Regions from separate parts of the Mus musculus genome. Here regions 1 and 2 are each linked to region 3. The links are chromatin contacts, called in public Micro-C and promoter capture Hi-C maps. All regions are on one chromosome and are shown on one strand. Each heading gives the region's core, a stretch centred on a gene start, on an enhancer-like site or on the middle of the called end of the contact. The rest is flanking DNA. Distances are from core to core; before and after follow the strand shown.

The links. Promoter capture Hi-C pulls out the DNA fragments that hold promoters and counts their contacts. Hi-C and Micro-C count contacts between places; a contact is called where the count stands out from the background.
Region 1: a promoter capture Hi-C map of embryonic stem cells shows a contact between it and region 3, with 3 times the contacts expected there. The contact joins the promoter of Lrrn4 here to the promoter of Plcb1 in region 3. A contact is called at or near these places in 2 of 39 promoter capture datasets (embryonic stem cells and hippocampal neurons).
Region 2: a Micro-C map of embryonic stem cells shows a contact between it and region 3, with 4 times the contacts expected there. The contact joins the promoter of Bmp2 here to the promoter of Plcb1 in region 3. A contact is called at or near these places in 5 of 39 promoter capture datasets (the C10 cell line, cranial neural crest, hippocampal neurons and 2 more), 2 of 484 Hi-C or Micro-C datasets (embryonic stem cells and palatal mesenchyme) and 3 of 115 datasets of contacts at active chromatin or transcription factors (astrocytes, embryonic forebrain and stem cell-derived neural progenitor cells).

Annotation. Positions count from the first base shown.
Region 1 is chr2:132,879,572-132,882,406 of GRCm38.p6, reverse strand. It overlaps Lrrn4 (leucine rich repeat neuronal 4), which reads left to right and starts at 1,545. Exons shown (of 5, transcript NM_177303.4): 1 at 1,545-1,613; 2 at 2,492-2,835. The coding sequence starts at 2,512.
Region 2 is chr2:133,550,548-133,553,473 of GRCm38.p6, reverse strand. Bmp2 (bone morphogenetic protein 2) reads right to left here and starts at 1,315. Exons shown (of 3, transcript NM_007553.3): 1 at 123-1,315. RefSeq lists promoters at 350-665, 1,155-1,353, 350-2,926 and a cis regulatory region at 2,327-2,337.
Region 3 is chr2:134,784,413-134,787,571 of GRCm38.p6, reverse strand. It overlaps Plcb1 (phospholipase C, beta 1), which reads right to left and starts at 1,408. Exons shown (of 32, transcript NM_001145830.1): 1 at 941-1,408. The coding sequence starts at 1,039.

The DNA of each region.
Region 1 (2,835 bases), core at 296-2,795, 1.9 Mb after region 3:
TTAACTGCTGAGCCACCTCTCCACCCCCCCACCCCCACCCCCCGCCCCGGATTGATTTTTAATCATTACATGCAACATCCTCCTATGGTAAAACACGTATGTCACCTTTTCCTATGCTCCTGCAGTGCTACAAGAGAAAGGACTGCAACAGAGTTCTTCGGTGTCCCTGAAAAGCTCCCAAGTGCCATACAGTGGCACTTCCTCATCCTACTATGCCCAAGAAGTCAGCTCATAGACAAAAGGAGACTTTCTAAATATTTTAGTGTCTTAAGTGATATGGATTTATCTGAGTAGCTAAGAACGGTTATCTTACGAGGAAATACACTGGGTCCACTGAGAGCAACAGAACACCTTTTGGTTCAGAATACCCAGATGGCTCACCCATCATCTGCTCCAGAGCCCAGTCAACTCGGGACTTTGGTTTCCTTATCATGGGATTGTGGGCAGTACCTTGAGAAGATTCGATGAGAGAATGCTTATGAACCTGGGATCTAGCAGTGACCCTGACTAAGACAACGTCTTTTCCTCCTTGTGGTCTATCTAAACAGGGTACTTATATTTTAATGGGTTCTGGTCCTTCTTATCTGGTGTCTCCAACTGAAATCAGCTACCCATGCTGACTTCAGTGGAGGCAATGGCTTGACCAGGATGAACAGAGCATATTTAATATTGAGAGAAGTCTGAGGCTTTGATTCTTGGGTATGCAACTCTGTCCAAAGCATTGAGGATTTCATGGCTGGGCCACAGGAGCCAGTCTCCATCCCCTTCCCTTTTCCATCTTTTCCTGGTCTTCTACACCTCCCTCTCACCCATCCCTCCCTCCCTGATCAACCAGTGGTGTCGGGTTTCTACCACCAGGGCCAGGACCCAGACCTCCTGGCCGCTTCCCTACAGAGAGCACTGAGCAGACTCCCCTTAACCTGGCTCAGGCCGAGGAATGCTTCTAACCAGGTCTCAGCCAGCCTAGACCGAAACACTTATCTTTGAGACACTGCATAAAGAGGACATCAAATGAAACCACCAGGGACTAGTAATCTCATCAGACCAGTTTGAAAGGTTCCTGGGACTTCTCAGAGATGCCCAAAGATAAGCGCTGACAGGGGGAAAAACTGGAGGCTCTGGTCCCAGGGTCTATATACAAAGAACTGAGGACAATAGCCCAGCATGCTCCCAGTCGTCCTGGTGGGCCTGGGATGGCTGGAATCACCTAGAAGGGAGACTAAGATTCCTGTGAGGTGAGCGTGCTGCTTTACTGAGTACTGCTCTTCCTGCTGGCTTCTTTTCTCAAGCTTGGGAGAAGTTTAGCAAAGAAAGAGGACGGGGAGGAGTGGGGGTGGGGCTGGAGCTGGGAATGCCAGGTCTATGGAAAGAGAGGCCTGAGGCGAGAGGGAGGAAGGGGGATAGAAAACAACAGAATTCTTGGTGGGGAAGGAGGGGCTTCGGGGCAGGAGTGTCTCAAGCTCCTCCTGGATGGAGCTGGAGGAGGGGCAGCCGGGAACCTGGCTTCTTCCCTCTGACATTCAGAGCTGACCCGGGAGGTCACTGGTTCCTACAGTATTCCAAAGACTGAGGACCTAAAAGGGCGCGCCACATCCCACTGGGACAGCTGCCTGGTAAGTATGGCATACTACAGGATACATTAGCACCTGGCTCCAATTCCCAGCAACGTTCTCATCACTTTAACTCCCTACTAAGAGGGGAGCCTTGCCCTAGGAGCCTTAATGGTGGCTCACTGTTCATATCAGTGTTCAGCAGGGAGCCAGGGTGGGAATCTGCAGTAATGTGGGCTATCAGACAGTGACTTCCTGCCCTGCACAGCTAACAGGGCTGGGCAATCAATCCCTCCTGCAAAGGGCTGACACCCAGTGCTGGCTTCTGTTAGAACCTATCTGGGACCAGGATCCCAAATCTTGCGGGTGTCTAGGGCTCCTATCTTCTTCTGAAGGCAACCCTGAGCTTCTCTTAAGAAAGAGACACCAGAAGTGGCAGGACCCTTGTATTATGAAAAGTTAGCCAGATGATGGTTTCTAGGTACAACTAAATCTTCCTTGAGTCCATACTTTTAATCTCAGCAGAGGTTTAGTCTGGATGTGTTCACGGTTAGAACGAAGCTGCTTAACCTGGGGTGGGGGAAGTGGGGGGGGGGGTGTTACAGAGGAAGAGAAAACAACCTTCTCTCGAAAACTCAGAGAAGGAGCACACGGAAGCATGAGGGCGGGGGTCTTGGAAGAGTCAGGCCAGGCATGGAAAAGACAGGGAAGACTCCTGCTGGAAAAGCAAGGACAAGCAGGTGTGTGATGGATCTTGCACCAGAGATGAGGAAAACGCTCGTCTCCACCTGCTCACTGACAGAAACGAGGTGGGGGTGGGGACGAGGGTGAGGGTGGGGATGAGGGTGGGGGTTACTTCCTCCCCGGACACACACACACACTACAGGAACTTTGTGTGCCTTTCGTTCGGGGCTTCCTCTGAAACCATGGGCCCTCTGTAGTCTTTCCCTAGAGACTTGACATGCGGTGGACGCTGATGCTGCAGCTGCTGCAGCTCCTGCTACAACTGCTGATGGCGCAGAGCCAGAGCCTGGAAAGGATCTCCCAGGACCGGATCCCCCTCTTCCGACTCACTCAGCAGGGAGACTGGGACAGCCTCGACCGCCACCCTACCGACTCTCTCTGTGTAGGACTCCCCGCCGCGGGAGTCACCACTCTGAACTTGGCGAACCGCAGCCTGGAGAGCCTGCCTAGCTGCCTGCCGCGCACGCTGCGCAGCCTCGATGGCAGCCACAACCTGCTGCGCGCCCTTAGCGAGCCTGTGCTCGGCCGCCTGCCCGAGCTG
Region 2 (2,926 bases), core at 66-2,565, 1.2 Mb after region 3:
ACCGGGTGAGGGTATGTTTACGTCCACTCCACTCCACCAGTCCTCCCAGGCGCCCTGCGCCGTTGGGCGGGAAGCGGTGTCACCCGCCAGCCAACCCCGGGTCCCCGGCCCGTGTCCTCTACCTTTAGGAGACCGCAGTCCGTCTAAGAAGCACTAGGGGGCACGTCCATTGAGAGAGTCTCCACATGGAAAAAGCTCTGTCCGAGGGACCTGGAGCAGCAACTGGGCTTCTGTTGCTTTTCTTCGCCTCCTCCTCCTTCTCCGGGTGTTCTCCCTGTAGGGAACTGTGTCTTGGGGTGGGCCCAGCGGGCTGAGGAAGAGAGGTGATCGGGCTGGAGGCGGCAAGACTGGATCCGCCGGGCGAGGACACCGGCGCGAAGTGGGGAGCCCAAGTCACTCTCCCGGCAAGTTCAAGAAGTCTCCAGCCAAGTGCTGACACACAGCCTCGAGCAGGGGGAGGAGTGCGGGGCCGGGACGGGAAGGGAAGGCTGAGGCAAGGCTGCTGCTGTCGTCGGCCTCAGGGACCAGCGCTGGCGGGGCGCGGGGCTGGCTCCGGGACTCGCCGGGCGAGGGACGGACGTTCTGCGTTAGCTGGGCCGCGACCCATGGCTCGGGGCAGCCATCGTGGGCGATGCCGTGTCCGGGCAAGGGCGCAGCGAAGATCTGGGTGGCGGGCGGGCCGCCACTCTGCATCCCTCAGCCTGACTCTGGCGCACCCCCATCAGCGCTCGCCAGCAGAGCCCGCACGGCTGCGGCGCCCCGGCGTCCTGGGGCTCATTCTCGAGACAGTCCAGCCGCGCGTCTCGGGTTGCCAAACCGGGTGACCTCGCGCTCCGAGCCCTCGGGCCAAGTGTCTTTTGTGGCAGCCTGGGGTCCACTCACTCTTCCGCCCGCTCGCCTTGGGCGCTCACTCCTGGGTCAGAGTGGCCCCGCATTGAGGGTAAGACTGTGCTCCGGACTCCCGGTTCTTAGCGTCGGTCCGCGACTCTAGCTTCTCCCGGACAGCCGAGGCCACAGCGCCAGGCGCGCACAGTCTGGAGTTCCAACCCGTGTCGTGCCAGTCCCTCGAAGCCGCGGGTGACCCTCGCGTCTTTCGCCGGGAGGGCGTCCGGTGCCTGGTGTCGCCTGGGGAGGCTACGTCCGGGGCTGCCAATCCCGGGCGGGCTGTGGGAAGCGCAGCGGCGGCGGGCGCAGTGCGAGCAGGGCTCTGCGCGGCAGGGCGAGGACTCCGGCGGCGACGACGGAGGCGCCGTGGCGCGGCGCTCGCGGCTTTTAAAGGAGACGCCGCCTGCCGGCTCCCTCCCGGCCGTGGCCGAACACCTCCCCCTCGGAGGCGCAGCGCGCCGGGGATCCCCGGGCGGGCGGGAGCGGCGCGCAGGGGTGTGGACGGCGCGCCCTACGGGGCGGCCGCGGTGGAGCGGGGCGGGGCGAGCGCGCGGCCGCTAAGGGGTCGCGTCCCGGATGAGTGTGAAGCCGACCCCCGGGACCTGGATCCGCGCCCACAGCTGCGGGAGACTAGGGCAAATCCAGAGTCCACTGGCCTCTGAGTTCCCTCATTGGGCCAATATTCAACTTGAGTTTGAAGTTTTTAGGTAAGAGCACATTAAAAAGAAGAACAGAACTTACAAGTTATTAGACATTTTGGCAAAAATGTGAGCAAACGCTTCTGTTTTGAATGGTGAGAAGAAAATGTCGAGAAATAGCCGATACACATCTGAGTGCATTATTACATTTTATAAATATTCATACATTTATATTCAAATAAATGAATCTAATAAAAAGATGCATATATTTTATATGTATTTATTTATGTAAATTATAAAAATACGGGTACAGGTTTCTGAACATAGATACACACTTGTAAAGTGGACATCCCTTCTAGTGATGTGTGTGTGTGTGTGTGTGTGTGTGTGTGTGTGTCCATGTGAGGGGACAATGAGAGTTAATAGAAATTCTCTTTATAGAAGCGATCACTTCGATACTTGTGATATTTATCTTCCCTTCCACACCCACCTACTCCAGAGTCAGGTAACAAGACAATTCCGGTTTGAGACCTTTGAATTTTCTGCCTGGTCCTCTCTCTCCACTGGGTCTCCAGCAGTAAGGCTCTGGCTGTGGCCAAGCCAGTTTTCTTCCTCAGCTGGAAATGTCCCCAAAGCTGCTGAGCCAGGATTCTTTTTTGAAATCTTTCCATTTCTCCCTACATTCAGGAGCCTTCATAGTACCACCACTGGCTACCCACAGGACCCCCAAAACTATGGGCTGAGCATTCCTGTAGAAGACCAGAGTGAATAACGTTACGTTGTGAACCAGATCTTTCCAGTTTGCAAAGCAAAGACCGAGAAAGACCAGAAGCAGGGGCTTTAATGATTTTTTTACCCACGTGTGCTAGCTTTTCAGTCGGGGAGCTAAAATAACTCTAGGTTCGTTCACCTAAATCGGATTAGCAACCCACAGAGGGAAATTAGGCCCTGGCTGTTTCTAGAGCTGTAGAGGTCAAATAAGGTATTTTTGAAGGAAGGCTGTCTACAAGGGAAATTAAAGGAGAGGAAGGGATAGATCCAGCAATTTGCGATCAGCTACTGTATTCCTTTTTAAAACGTGTTGCAGAAGTTGTCACTCTGAATCATGAGACACCAAACAAGGCGGCAATAAAACACTCCACTCAGACGTGTAAGTGTGTAAGTCAAAAGGGCTGATCGCCTCTGAAGCCATTTCCTTCCCTATCAAGTTTAATTGAGAAGTTAACCATTGCTTCTGTCATCGCGGAGGCGGAAGGAGCAAAGCAAGAAACTCCGAACCTATATGAGATTTAAATGAGAAAGTTGCCTTTAATGAGGAAGAGAAAGCTGACAGCTGTTGGACCAACCCCAAGAAAAGATGAAAATGAAACCTTTGGTGATGACATCAACAATGCCTTGCAGCT
Region 3 (3,159 bases), core at 159-2,658:
CAGGTTTATTCGGGTGAGTGGTTCTTATCAAACCCATTGGATGACACCCAGGAAGCCACATCGATAGGGTAATGTGCATTCCATTGGAGGTTTCTGTCAGAAGCCTTCAAGTGTTCTGAAGGTAACTAGGGTGGAGGGAAGGGAGAGGTCATAGGAAGTCCTGGAGCCGGCCAGGATCTCTCCTATACAGCAACGGGTGCAAGTAAACCGGAGGGTGAAGTTGTGGGTCTATTTCAAAGTGAAGACCTAAGCAAGCTTGTTTTTCAAAACCTGGCCCTGTCTCTAAGTCCATCCTGCGCTCCTCGGCCCCAACAGCTACTAGTTTGCTCACCAATCCGTTTCTGGTGTGCACCAACAGCCCTTTCTAAGGCCCCTCACTCTGCAGTCAGGCGCTAAAGTTTGGCATCAACGACCACCTGTCGGCTGTACTGCTGTGTCCTCTGCTGCTTGGCCAGCATTTTAAAAAAATGCTCAAGGGTTAGCAGTAACTGCAAGGTTTGGGACCTGGATAGTAGCTAGTACTTCTTGAAAGAGGGCAAAGGAGGTAATAGGATGCCTTAGCTAGCTGAGGTGGTGGGGGATGCATCTAGTACTCTCCAGCGCTATCCAGCTGCTTCTAACTTCATGCTCTTTTCAAACTCTCAGGACCTGTCACTGGGTAAAACATGTCCCTTCGGTTCCACTGGCCCCAAAGACTTAAGTCCCTCAGGAGGTGCTGGCCAGACCCAGCAAAGATGTCAACTCTAAACCCCCTAGGAGGAGGAGAGCGCGCGGAAAGCTGCCACCCTCTACCACCCACCCAGGCATCTGGCAACCTGTGCGCCCTAGGCTGCCCGCTCCCGCTCCAGCGCCCCATTGCATAACGCGCCCCTCGCCCCACCCCCACGCAGCCCGCCCTAGGGTGCCCGGTCCGCACCCCACTGCGCCGCCCCTCACTTACATCATCCCACTTGACGAATTTGGTGCCCTTCTTGAGGCTGTCGGACACGCACACGGGCTTGAGTTGCAAGGCGTGCACTCCGGGCTGAGCCCCAGCCATCTGGGCTCATCGGGGCTCCGGGCGGCCCGGGCGAGCGCAGTGGAGACGGGACGCGGAGCTCCGGGCGCGAGCGGGCTTGGCTCTCGATTCACCAGGCTCTGGGCTTCGCTGCCCGCCGGCCTCCGGCCTCTTGGCCTCCGCACCTCTGGCCCGCGCCGCTTAGTAAGCGGGACGACACGCGAGGGTACAGCAGCCTGCCATGCCCCGGGCGGGACGCAGGATCTGGAGCCCGCGGTGACTGTAGAGCCTCGGGAGACGCGGAGGAGCAGAGCCGGGCAGTGCGAGTCGCCCGCCGCTGGATCCTGCTCGGCCGCCGCCTGGAAGCGCACCATTCAGCACATCCTCTGTGCACAGAGGGAGCGCGCGAGTGACACGCTCCGGTCCCCTCCTCCCTCCGCTCCTCCCGCCCCTGCTCCGCCACCCTCGCTCGCGGTCCTCCTCCCCCAGCTCCCTGCCCAACTTTGCGCGCTGGGTCAGCAACGGGAAGCGGGGACGCAGCGGCACCTCCCGGCTCCCGGGCCCCACTGCAGCCGACGCCTGCGCCGCACACCCTCTGAGCATGCCCGGTGCCCCTAGCCAAGGCTGGCGTTTGGGGGGCTTTCTGGGAAAGATATGGTTAGTGGTTAATCAGATCCTAACCAGTATGTAAAGAAGAACATTGAGGCAGAACGGGGAGAGAGCCCTAGGCTTTCTTTCTCTCTGGTGCTTTCCGGCCTTTTCAAAGAAAGGGTTCTTATTTTGTATAGAGAAGCACTTGAGAGGTTTAGCTCAAGAACTCCAGAGAAAACTTGTCCTGCCAGAAAGTTTGAAGCCTATAACCTAGATGGCCCACAAACAGTGTTTAGGAAATAAAAAGCTCGGGGAGGGGGGCAGCAAAGCTTTTATTCCTTAGAAAGATGAAAGGAGTGGGGCCCAGGGCCTGGGACAGGGTGGGAGTCATATAGAATCATAGGTATAGGGATGTCATCTTCACTCACAAGGTTCATACTGTCGAGTGTTTTAGAGGTTGTAGAGCATCTAGAATCTCCGTCCATCACAAAGGTGGAGGGTGGGGTATAAAGTGGCAAGTATACTTCAGAAAATAACCACTAATAAAGTTAAAGATTTGTGTATCACACAATCCAAAACTTCTGCTCCTAGATGTTTGCTCAAGAGAAAGGAAACCATACCCAAAGGAAACTTGTCCAGCAATGGTAAAGGCAACTGAAACTTGTAAACGTCAAACAATAGGTGACTAAAAAAACAAAGTTTAGTTAAGTTTCTAAGTTCCCCAAACTATTCCATGATGAGAAGGGACAGAGACTCCAGAACATATCCATGATCACACAAAGTTTAAGCCAAACAAGAGCGTGCAACAAGATGCCCTCTGCAGGGTCTGTAGAAATAATCCAGGTATTCTGTGGTGACAGAAAGTAGATCGAACAGGTACCTGTGGCCAGTAGCGAGCAAAATTTGGCATCAAGGGGAACCTTTGAGAATGATGGGAAGATTCTGTACCGGCGTATTTACATTTGACAAACCTTGTACGACTAGACACATAAAATGAGTGAATTTTATTCTAATAAACACTGCCCTAAAGGTTGGTTTTGGAAAAGAAGAAGCAGTATGAAGAAGAGACTCCAGTAAAATGGTTTTAGACGGTCAAGGCACTTGCCAGCAAGCCTAATGGCCAGAGTTTCATCCTCAAACTCCACATGGTAGAAGGATAGAACTGACTCCTCAAAGTTGCCCTCTGACCTACACACCTACACCTTGGTACACTAGGACATGCACACACACACACACACACACACACACAGAGAGAGAGAGAGAGAGAGAGAGAGAGAGAGAGAAGAGAAAGATGGCTTTCAATCTTTTTTCTTTGTGTACTTGGTTTTCAAGTTCTAGTGCTGCAATGAAACACCATGACCAAAAAGCAAATTGGGAAGAGCAGGACTTATTTGGCTTACATGCATCATTGCAGGAAGTCAGGACAGGGCCAGAAACTGGAGCGAGTTGCTGATGCAGAGGCCATGAAGGAGTGCTGCTTACTGGCTTGCTTCGTCATGGCTTGCACAACCTGCTTTCTTATAGTCCTCAGGGATATCACCATCCATAATGGGCTGGGACCTCCCCCATTG